Regions from separate parts of the Zea mays genome. Here region 2 is linked to region 1. Evidence: chromatin contacts called from public Hi-C data. All regions are on one chromosome and are shown on one strand. The core of a region is the stretch at or near the end of the contact, and the rest is flanking DNA. Distances in the headings are between cores, read along the strand shown.

Evidence for each region. Hi-C and Micro-C count contacts between places; a contact is called where the count stands out from the background.
Region 2: a contact with region 1 is called in a Hi-C map of endosperm, with 2.0 times the contacts expected there. The contact joins the promoter of LOC100382471 here to the promoter of LOC100282341 in region 1. A contact is called at or near these places in 4 of 25 Hi-C or Micro-C datasets (bundle sheath, ear, endosperm and 1 more).

What each region holds. Positions count from the first base shown.
Region 1 is chr4:20,360,648-20,365,924 of Zm-B73-REFERENCE-NAM-5.0, forward strand. LOC100282341 (Probable bifunctional methylthioribulose-1-phosphate dehydratase/enolase-phosphatase E1) reads left to right here and starts at 2,167. Exons shown (of 12, transcript NM_001155253.2): 1 at 2,167-2,515; 2 at 3,429-3,565; 3 at 3,653-3,748; 4 at 4,885-5,004. The coding sequence starts at 2,293.
Region 2 is chr4:21,120,822-21,126,098 of Zm-B73-REFERENCE-NAM-5.0, forward strand. It overlaps LOC100382471 (Protein transport protein Sec24-like CEF), which reads right to left and starts at 2,342. Exons shown (of 23, transcript NM_001175211.1): 1 at 1,402-2,342; 2 at 616-849; 3 at 436-510; 4 at 248-346. The coding sequence starts at 2,271.

The sequences.
Region 1 (5,277 bases), core at 917-3,416:
CAACGGGCGCACCTTCGACTCGCCCGAGGCCCAGCTCGGGCAGGCTTCGCGGAGAAGCAACCTTGGCTAGATCGCCACGCCAACCGACCGTATCGCAGGGGCATTCAATGCAAGGATCGCCTGACACCTTATCCTGACGCGCGCCCCTCAGTTGACAGGGCCGAAGTGACCGCAGTCATTTCGCCCCTTCACTCACTGACCTGACAGGAGAACAGCGTCGCCTGCCCTGCTCCGACTGCTGTGCCACCCGCCAGGGTGAGGCTGACAGCAGCCAAGTCTAGCCTCAGGCGCCATAGGAAGCTCCGCCTCGCCCGACCCCAGGGCTCAGGCTCAACCTCGACCTCGGAAGACGGTCTCCGCCTTGCCCGACCCCAGGGCTCGGACTCAACCTCGACCTCGGAAGACGGTCTCCGCCACGCCCGACCCCAGGGCTCGGACTCAACCTCGACCTCGGAAGACGGTCTCCGCTTCGCCCGACCCTAGGGCTCGGACTCAACCTCGACCTCAGACGACGGTCTCCGCCTCGCCCGACCCCAGGGCTCGGACTCAGCCTCAACCTCGGAGGAGTCACCGCCTCGCCCGACCTCGGGCTCGGACCGACCACGCCGCAGGGGGGTACATCATTACCCTACCCCTAGCTAGCTCAGGCTACAGGGAACAAGACCTGCGTCCCATCTGGCTCGCCCCGGTAAACAAGTAATGATAGCACCCCGCGTGCTCCATGACGACGACGGTTCTCAGCCCCCTACGGAAAGCAAGGAGACGTCAGCAAGGATCCGACAGCCCCGACAGCTGTGCTTCTACAGGGTTTAAGCGCTCCTCCGACGGCCACGACATCACATGAACAGGGCACCAATACCTCTCCGACAGCCACGTCGGCATGTACATAGGGCTCTGGCTCCTCTCTGCTAGACACGTTAGCACTTTGCTACACCCTCCATTGTACACCTGGGCCTTCTCCTTACATCTATAAAAGGAAGGTCCAGGGCCCTCGTACGAGGAGGTGGCCGCGCGGGAGGACGGGCTGACGGACAGGCTCTCTCTCTCGTGAACGCTTGTAACCCCCTACTGCAAGCGCATCCGCCCTGGGCGCAGGACAACACGAGCCGCGATTCCCTTTATTGTTCCCCCTTGTGTTCCGTCTCGCGCCGACCCATCTGGGCTGGGACACGCAACAACAATTTACTCGTCGGTCCAGGGACCCTCCGGGTCGAAACGCCGACAGATGCGTTTTTCTCCCGCTCTCGCTTAACAACTAGGTAAGTCTTATCTGTATCTTGTATATGCCAACCATACAAGATGCAACCACCACAAGTGTTTATATTAATCTCCAACTTCTTATCTATTTTTCTATCTCTACTCTCCTCGCTTAGATTCTTTTGCGATGAAGAGTTTATGGTTGTTTCCATGTAATTATTATGAACTAATATTTTATTTTACACCCGTTTGGTCTGTAGATATTGAAGCACATAATTAGGATTTGGAATAAGCTTTCCCAAATTTTTTTGTTTGGTTGCACATAGAATGAGATTTTAAATCAGAGGTTTTAAATTAGACTATAACTATAAACGTTTTAAATTAGACTATAACTATAAACCCTTTTTCCAATACAAAGTCTTACTCCTAGATATTGCGTGAAATTAGACCACATAATTTTAAACTCAAATTCAGTGACATCTAAACAATATAATTAGGATTGCATTTCATTTTAATACCATGCATGATTTGGTATTCAACTGAATTCAATTCCATCCTCTCTAACATCGACGTGCAAACTCATCGTATCGAATATTTAGGGTTTGTATCCGACGGTAAGCGGGTGAGATGTCATCACGAACTGTGCCGTCTTGTGGCTTATTTGACCGGACCCCACCTATCCGGCAGCCTATTTCACGCATGCTCCCCGTGACAATGACCTTGGCCGTGCCAGTTACAGCTACTCAAAACGATCTAGCCTCCACCACACTTTCTCGTTGACAACCCGGTCCTACAACCCGGTCCTACAACCCAGTCCTTCCCTTGCCCACACTCCGCAGAGCCGGTGGTCCGCGATCTCGAGTAACAAAAAGTAAAAGCCGCCTCTCTGCGGTGCCGACTATTCCCGAGATTACATTATTATATATATCTTCCCGCGCCCGAGATTCCCCGTGGATGACTCGCTGACATGTGGGCCCTCTCTGCGAACCTCGCCAGCACTAATCGAGCCGCCACTGGCAGCATCTGAAGAGAATAAAAGACAGCCCCACACGCAGCTCGAATCCCGGCACGTGAGCGGCGGAGGCAGGGACGGCCATGGCATGCAGTGGGTGCAGCTGCGAGGCGGCGGTGGGGGCGATGGCGTCGGAGGCGTACCTGGAGGGGGCGCCGGTGCGGGAGGCGCGGGAGCTGGTGGCGGAGCTCTGTCGGCACTTCTACGCGCAGGGATGGGTCACGGGCACCGGCGGCAGCATCACCGTCAAGGTCAACGACCCCACCGTGCCGCTCGCCGATCGCCTCATCGTTATGTCACCCTCCGGTAACCAGCGATTCACCTTGGATTCCTCTTCCTGCTTGCTTTTTGTGGCCTTGGGAGTGCTTGTCACCTGTTCGACGAATTGCCGCGTAGTGAGTTAGATGCCGCTGCTTTTTGCTACTGGAAAAAGAAAAGATCGCTGCTGTTACCCAAGAAACAATCGCTGCTGTTTGCTACTGGAAAAAGAAAAGATCGCTGCTGTTACCCAAGAAACAATCGCTGCTGTTATCCAAGAAACAGTCGCTGCTGTTGCCCAAGCTATGCCTCATGCCATATGTCTCCACGCTTCACGTGGAATCCCTCTGATCGGACTACTTTTATTGATCCGAATTATGTTCATGTTCTGACAATGATGAAATGCTATGAAATGGACTAGCTATGAGGCATTACCATATAAGGTTAACGCTTCAGGCCAAGTAGTTCTCAAGTGGAGGCGACTTTTAACTAAATTCAAGTTAAAATTTTTGAAACAACTGATGGAGGTTCTTTCGCTGGAAAAGGCCCAGAATGATGATGGGTTGCCATGAGACCAACTTAAAATTCCGTTTCACCAAGTTATAGCACACAGAAGTTTGAGTTTTTGAAGTATCCATTGTTTAGCTTATATCCCACTGCAGTCCAAGTTGAGCTCATGGTGTACTGTGCGCTCTGCATTGGGTTGTACTTGTACCACTGACACAATATCTCTTTAGATGTCCAGTGTTGGGATATCTTAAGCAGTTCAGGCTTTAAGGAATATACACAAGGATATCAATCAGGATCCTTATTTGTATGGTATTGCTGTCTAGTACCTTTACTGCTAGTTAGTGGGTCAAAATGCAGGTGTCTGAAAGGAATTCCAATTTTATACCTAATATTCTGCCAGAATAAGTAGCTAGTTCATTCCAGTGGCAATAAATGTGTTGACCTCTTTCAGGTGTGCAGAAGGAGAGGATGGTAGCAGAGGACATGTATGTGATGGCTGCAGATGGGAAAGTGCTTTCTGCGCCTGTAGCAAAGCCATGGCCAAACAAGCCTCCTAAGTGCACGGACTGTGCTCCTCTGTTCATGAAGGTTTGTGAATGCTCCCTCCTTTTTAATTTTTCTGTTGCTTCTGCTTGTTTTGATCTGAAAACTCTAGTTTCCTTTGGTGTTTTGAAGGCGTATCTGATGAGAGGAGCTGGGGCTGTCATTCACAGCCATGGAATAGAGACTTGCATCGCAACAATGCTCATCCCTGGTGCAAAGGAGTTCAGAGTAAGTCCCATTCCAAGTGTATTCGATCTGATTTTTAGATCAAACACATTCACCCGCCTTTATTAGAAAGGTTAACGAAAGCCCAGGATCCACCGCTGGGGATTCCAGCTTACATGAAGCAAGGATTACAGGTCTAGTAACAACCAGCACCGCTCAACTACAACCTTGAACACAAAAGAAAATTCCGCACAACTACCAAAAGTTTTGCCAAAACCAGCTAACTCAGACTAAACTGATACTGATCTTGTCTAACATTTCATTGGCCACTTCCATCGACTTGGGTTTGAGCAATGGACGCTAGGTCGTCAACATCATCACCATCTTGTGCATGATTGTTGTTGGGGAGGACATCAGTTTGTTGTTCGAGGCAACGTCATTCCTGGCCTTCAATCTGATTAAATTTGTGAAATAGGGTTATTAACATTTATGTGCTGATCTTTTAGGTGGCATTGAACAGTCCAATGATTTTTAAATCATATTCACAGCATACTTGTTTTTTGTTTCATGCAATTTATTTCAACGACAGCATGAAGTCGTAACATGAAAATGAATAATGCTACTTTTTGTGTGTGTGCATAGAATAAGTTCAACAGTGATTGCATGCATACATGCATGAGCTAGTTGGATTGGATCAGTGAGATCTGGATTCTGGACAGTGGCTTCATACAAATTCCCTGCATTCTCCATAGAGCTTAGTGTAACATTTTCTGAGAAGACACTAACATGTAATTATTTATCGGTAATATCACACCCTAGCTGGAACTTTGATTATGTACTATGACAGGATTTAGAAACTAAGGCCATCTTTGGTAGAGCTCCACTTTGTGGTTCTTAGCTCTAGCTCCTTGATTCTTCGGTGGAGTAATTCTAGTTGATTCCGGTGGGGGAGCAGGCGAGAATTGATTCTAGAGTGATTTTAGTGGGAATGAATAGGAAGCAATAGCACCAACAAGTAGGTTTTTAGCTCCCAGCTCCCCGTGTAAATGGAAGTGATTCTTGTCCTCAGTTTTTCTGTTTGGCTGAGTGCCAAACTACCCCTAAAATTCATAGTGGATTCTATTGTATATTTGTATGCTAGAATAATTGTGGTAAGAAAATCCTTATTTGACTAGATACTGATGCTGATCTTATTGCAGGTGACCCACATGGAAATGATCAAAGGAATCAAAGGTCATGGCTACCATGATGAATTGGTCATTCCTATTATTGAGAATACCCCTTATGAGTATGAGCTCACTGACTCCCTAAGTGAGGCGGTATGCTATCAAACTCCTATCTTTCAATCATCTTTTTTTCTTCTCGGACGCGCAAGAGATATGCACATCATTAAATTAAGAAGAAGTTTGGTCCAAAATAGACCAGTACAAAAAAGCAATGGTTTGAGGAGCATAAGGATTTGAACACAAATTCCCTGCACAACATGCCTCTAGGGATAGCCTTATAAGTTATAACAAGCTGATTCAAGGATTATCATGTCTCTAGCACATTAATTTTAAATTATTTGATGATAAATGGGGAAGCTGGTATAT
Region 2 (5,277 bases), core at 1,092-3,591, 760 kb after region 1:
TGTATTGCATCCTTTAGTGGCATTATCATCCCAATGCATTTCTGTAAATTTAATTGGTTCGATAACACTTTAAAGGAAAAAAATAACAGTTGCACTTATTATAATACCTATCAACTCAGTCATTTATCTAAAAAGTTTGCTGAAATCAACAGTTGTACTTATTTACCAATAAAATCAGTCAATGATCTGAAAAGTTTCCTGAACATGTGCAGCATTTGCCTAGGTACAAGAAATGACAAAAAAATACCTGAATAGGTTCCTCGGATGGGTGAGGAAGAGAAAAAGGTTGAACCATCAGAGCTAAAGGCATACCCGAAGTCATCAAGAGATCACCGGTACAAGGTATCTGGTAGAAGTAGAACATGTATTAGCAGCAGATTACAAAGAAACAAAGACGCCAGAGAATTACAAGCAATAACAATTAAACAATGTTACTTGATTCACAGTGCAGCGCATTAAACGGGGGCTACAGTTCCCAGTGTCCTTCACAATAAATTCACTAGATGCAGCCTGTGATGAATAAGTTACTCTTTATGAAGCAAGAACAGTTTTGGGATGGAACAAAATATGAATGAAAATGGACACCATTTACACAATTATAGCTTCAAGACATACCGGGGGGATGGTTGCTTGGCCACCTTGACGGGTCTCATAAATGATGACTGATGATTCAGGCATAGGCCGTGGAATTTGATTGGGATCAATTTTGGATGGGGTTGATACCTGTGTTCCAGCATGTGGAGAATAAGTCATAGTCGGGGTGCCAGGGGGTCCTAGTGTGTTTGGCTGCATGCTACCAGGAATGCCTGGCATTCTCATAGGTGGCTGCATTGCACCAGACCCAGCTCCCTACAAATAATTTCATGCAGCATGTCAGAACTCAGAAGTCAAACTTCAATGGTTCCTAGAATCACAGGAGTTCAAGATTCAGTTATTCGCTGCTTACACTATGAAATCATGCACTTCAATAATTTAAGTTTCTAATTTTTCACATCATACTGACAAGAGTATTACTTCTAACTTCTAAGCTAGTAATCACAACAACCATGTATGCCAAGAATCCACATATATGCTATTTAGGCCAAACAAATAATTATGGAAATATAAGCAACACAGAACTTTGGAGTCCTTAACAAATTATGGGCCATCAGAATATGATTTAATAGAAAATCCAATATCTATGGCACATGATTACAGGTTCAATCAATCAACATAAGGCTCATATGTCATATCAGACAACCCAATTAAAATATCTAGCAAATAAACATTCAGACAAAATCATTGGGTATGTGAGATTGGAAACACCACAAAAAGTCTAAACCATCACCACTTCCCAGTGTCACTCACTCCCTCACAAAAAGAGAAAAAACTAAACTTTTGCGATAGAACTAGCAAGATCACCTGAGTTTGCCAGGATGGAGGCCCAAACGCCGGGGCATTTGCCCTGGGTGGCCCCATGAAGGGCAGCTGCTGTGCCACAGGCGCTGATTGCGTAGCAAAGGGCGGCTGCCCAACTGGCCGCGAACTGAATGGTGGTGGAGATTGTTGCGGGGCTCCAAAGCTAGGTGGTGTTGGCTGCGTCCAAGCTGCCGCGGATGCCATTGGCCCAGACTGGCCAGGGAATGTCTGCCGTAGTGGCGGTGCTGGATGAGGCCCTGCTCCAGGAGGCCCACCGAACGGCGGAGGATGTGACCCCGCAACAGGGGGGACGCCGAACGGTGCTGCCTGAGACGCAGCAACAGAGTGACCAACAAAGGGCGAAGGCACCTGCGATGCCATGGCAGGAGGGCCTCCAAACGGAGGAGGGGCCTGCGACGCCGCAGTAGGAGGGCCTCCGAACGGAGGCGGCGCCTGGGACACCACCCCGGGGGCAACACCGAACGGCGGCGGCGGCTGAGACGCCGCACCTGGAGGTCCCCCAAACGGTGGCGGCTGCTGGGACACTACCCCCGGTTGTCCGCCGAAGGGCGGCGAGACGGAAGCTGCCGCCGTCGGCGCCCGCACGAACGGCGGTGCGGGCGGGCTGCCAGGGAAGAAGGGCCGGGCTGCAGCCGGTGGAGGACCCGAAAGCGCGGCGAAGGCGGGCGGTGCCTGCTGAGGCGTGAGCCCCCGCGGGGCACCGGGCGGCGGGGCCGCGCCGCGGGAGATCTGGAGATTGGAGAACGCCCCGGGGAGTGCCCCCGTCCCCGAGACTGGAGGCCCCTGGCCTGGACCCTGCGCAGTAGGGTTTTGCGTGGCGAACGGCGGCGGCTGCTGCGGCGACGACGCCATGGATCGCGGCGAGATCGGGATCTGGCGCGCGATAGCAAGCGGGGGCAGGGGAGGCGGAGGCCCCTCTTGTGCACTCCTCCTGTTAGAACATGGATCGTTTCGTGCGCGGTGGGGTCTGGCCTGCCGTGTAGGTGGCCTACCAAGGCAGCACGCTGTATTAAGCCCACATGTCATTCTGCGTGGATCTTTGGGCTCGCGTTGCGGTGAGAGCCGCAGCCGCTGCCCGCTGGTCTCTTGGTGACGTGGCGATAATTTATTGGACAAACTGCGTGGAGGGCCATGGGTGCCCCGACCGTCCGACGTGGAACTTCCTACTATGGTTTAAACTATTTTGATAATATTAAGAGTAAAAAAACATAATATATATTTTACAATTGGTTAAATAATAAATCTCTATCTTTATCTCTTCTCTGTATCTATCTCTATTATATTAAATCACCAATTTTGATGGTTGTGCTATGTCACTAAAAAACCTCGATTTTCCCTTAATCAATCTGCGTCACCACGCCTCTCAATCCCACAACCGCATGTGAAACATTAGTCTCCTTCTCATCGTCCTCTCGAGCGGTGTGCCTCTCAACACATGTGGAGCCTTCTCCACAAACCCTTCGCGGGGAGGAAGAAGAGGCCAACGCGGGCCCGGCGTGTCCTCGGCAGCGCCCCCCGAGGACGCCATCGGGAGCGGCGCGGCGGTGGCAGAGTGTGCGGCAGTGTGTTGCGTGCTCTGCGCCTACCTTGTCGTGACCATGCTCTGTTGCATGGCGTGCTCTCCGCTCCGCGTCACATGGCGGTGCTGCAACCCCTTCACAGGGAGGAGACGGCGACCCACGCGAGCCCGGCGTGTCCCCTGCAGCGCCCCCGAGGACGCCACCGGGAGCGGTGCGGTGGTGGCGAAGTGCGCCGCGGCGGTGGCCTGTGCGGGGTCGGCGTGTCCTCGACAGTGCCCCCCCAGGACGCCACCGGGAGCGGCGCGACGATGGCGGAGTGTGTGATGTCGTGCTGCGTGCTCACTAGATCCATCGATCGATCAGACTGCTAAGTTGTGGGAGGTCAACACGGGGATGCAGCTCTTCAGCTTCTGCTTCAACGCGCCTGCTAGGTCCATTGAGTTCACCATCGAGGACGTGCTCGCTGTCGTCACCACCGACAACTTCATGGACCACGTCCCCACCGTCCAGGTTAAGCACATCGCCGAGGACATCGACTACCATCAGTGCGCTTTTGCCTTCTCAGCAACGCTTCATTCATGTCTCCTCCATTGTTTCGTTTGAATGGCAAACCAACACCCTTCCTTGAGATCATGTGTGCATACAGAGATCGAGAAGCGGCGGTGGTGGTGGAGTGTGCGGTAGTGTGTTGCGTGCTCTGCGCCTGCCTCCCCATGACCATGCTCTGTTGCATGGCTCGCGCTCTGCTCCGCGTCGAACGGTGGTGCTTATGGATGGCAGTGGGTTTTACCCGTCGGGTACGGATATGGTGGATTTTCGTATCTGCGGGTACGGGTATGGATATTATATAGTATCCGCGGTTATTAATTTCGCGGGTATGGATATATGCTATCCATATCCGTCACCCGTTGGGCATATGACATGTGGACCCAGATCATATTCTCCCATGCGCCAGCCGGCCAGCCCCGTGGGCCGTGAGTCCTTGACCCAGCGTCCCAGTCCTAGGCTCCCAGCCTCTTCAATCCGGCATCCAGCGAGCAGCAAGTCCTAACCCTAGCCGCCAGGCTACAGTGCTCCACCGCTCCAACAGATCCCGGAAGCAGCGAGGAAACACAGGCGACAGGACCGATCTGAGCGCGCCGCCCCGCCCCGCCCCGAGCCCCCGCCTCTCCCTCGGGCGTTGTTCGCGCCTCCGCGCCTCCGCGGTCCGCGTCCGGCCGTCCGCCCAGGGCGCAGGCAGTTGCTGGCTTGCAGCCGTCCGCCAGGCTGCCTAGGCACACAGTGATAGCACACTACTTCTACAGTTCTATGGTCAGTCCAGGTTAGTGCTTTTGCCCTTGCATCATTTGTTTGCCCTTGCACACAAGGACACATCACACTAGAGGCGTTGCTTTTTTTTGTTTGCTGCCCACACTAGGCCTTCTCTGTTTATACAGATTGTGATGTCAACTCCCAACGAAAATAGCAACACTCAATTTCAACCTCCCTCATCTCAAGCATCTGTTGAGGGTGGAAGTGGGCTTCCGGAGAATGTGATTAATGTTGAACAAGATGGTGATGAGGATGAGGATGAAGTAGAAGTAGAAGAAAATGGGAGAAAAAGAAAATTGAAATCTGCAGTGTGGAGTGAATTCAAGAGGGTAAAGGTTGGAGATGTTTGGAAGGCAAAGTGTAATTATTGTTCAAAGAAGCTTTCGGGTGTATCAAAGAATGGTACATCTGATTTGAAAGCCCGTCTAGAGACATGCATCTATCGAAAGAGGAATCCTGCTGTCCTTTAGCTATTAATTGATATACATGTTGTATGCCTGTATTTTTATATGTAGGTTCATTTATGTTCCATCTCCACATACTGCTGAAGCACTTAGTGATGTTCTTATGAAATGTCTAATGGATTGGCACAATGATAAGAACATATCTACCTTAACCCTTGATAATTGTTCCACTAATGATGCACCCATCACATTGATGAATCGAAAGTTGAGAGGAAAGAAACCTTTGTTGGGTGGCAAGTTGTTGCATATGCGTTGCTCCGCGCACATATTAAATTTAATTGTCAAAGATGGTTTGGAAGTAATGGGTAGTGGGATTGAAAAGATTAGAAATAGTGTTACATTTTTGTATGCTACTCTTAAAAGACATGAGAGATTCCAAGAAATAGCTGCACAAGTTAATGTTGAATGCAACAAGAAATTGTCACTTGATTGAAAAACTAGGTGGAACTCTACTTATATCATGCTCAGTGTTGCTACTTGTTACAAAGAGGCTTTTGATCGTTTGGCTGAATGTGAAAGAGCTTATGATTTTTCTCCAAGTGAGGATGAATGGAAGTTTGCTA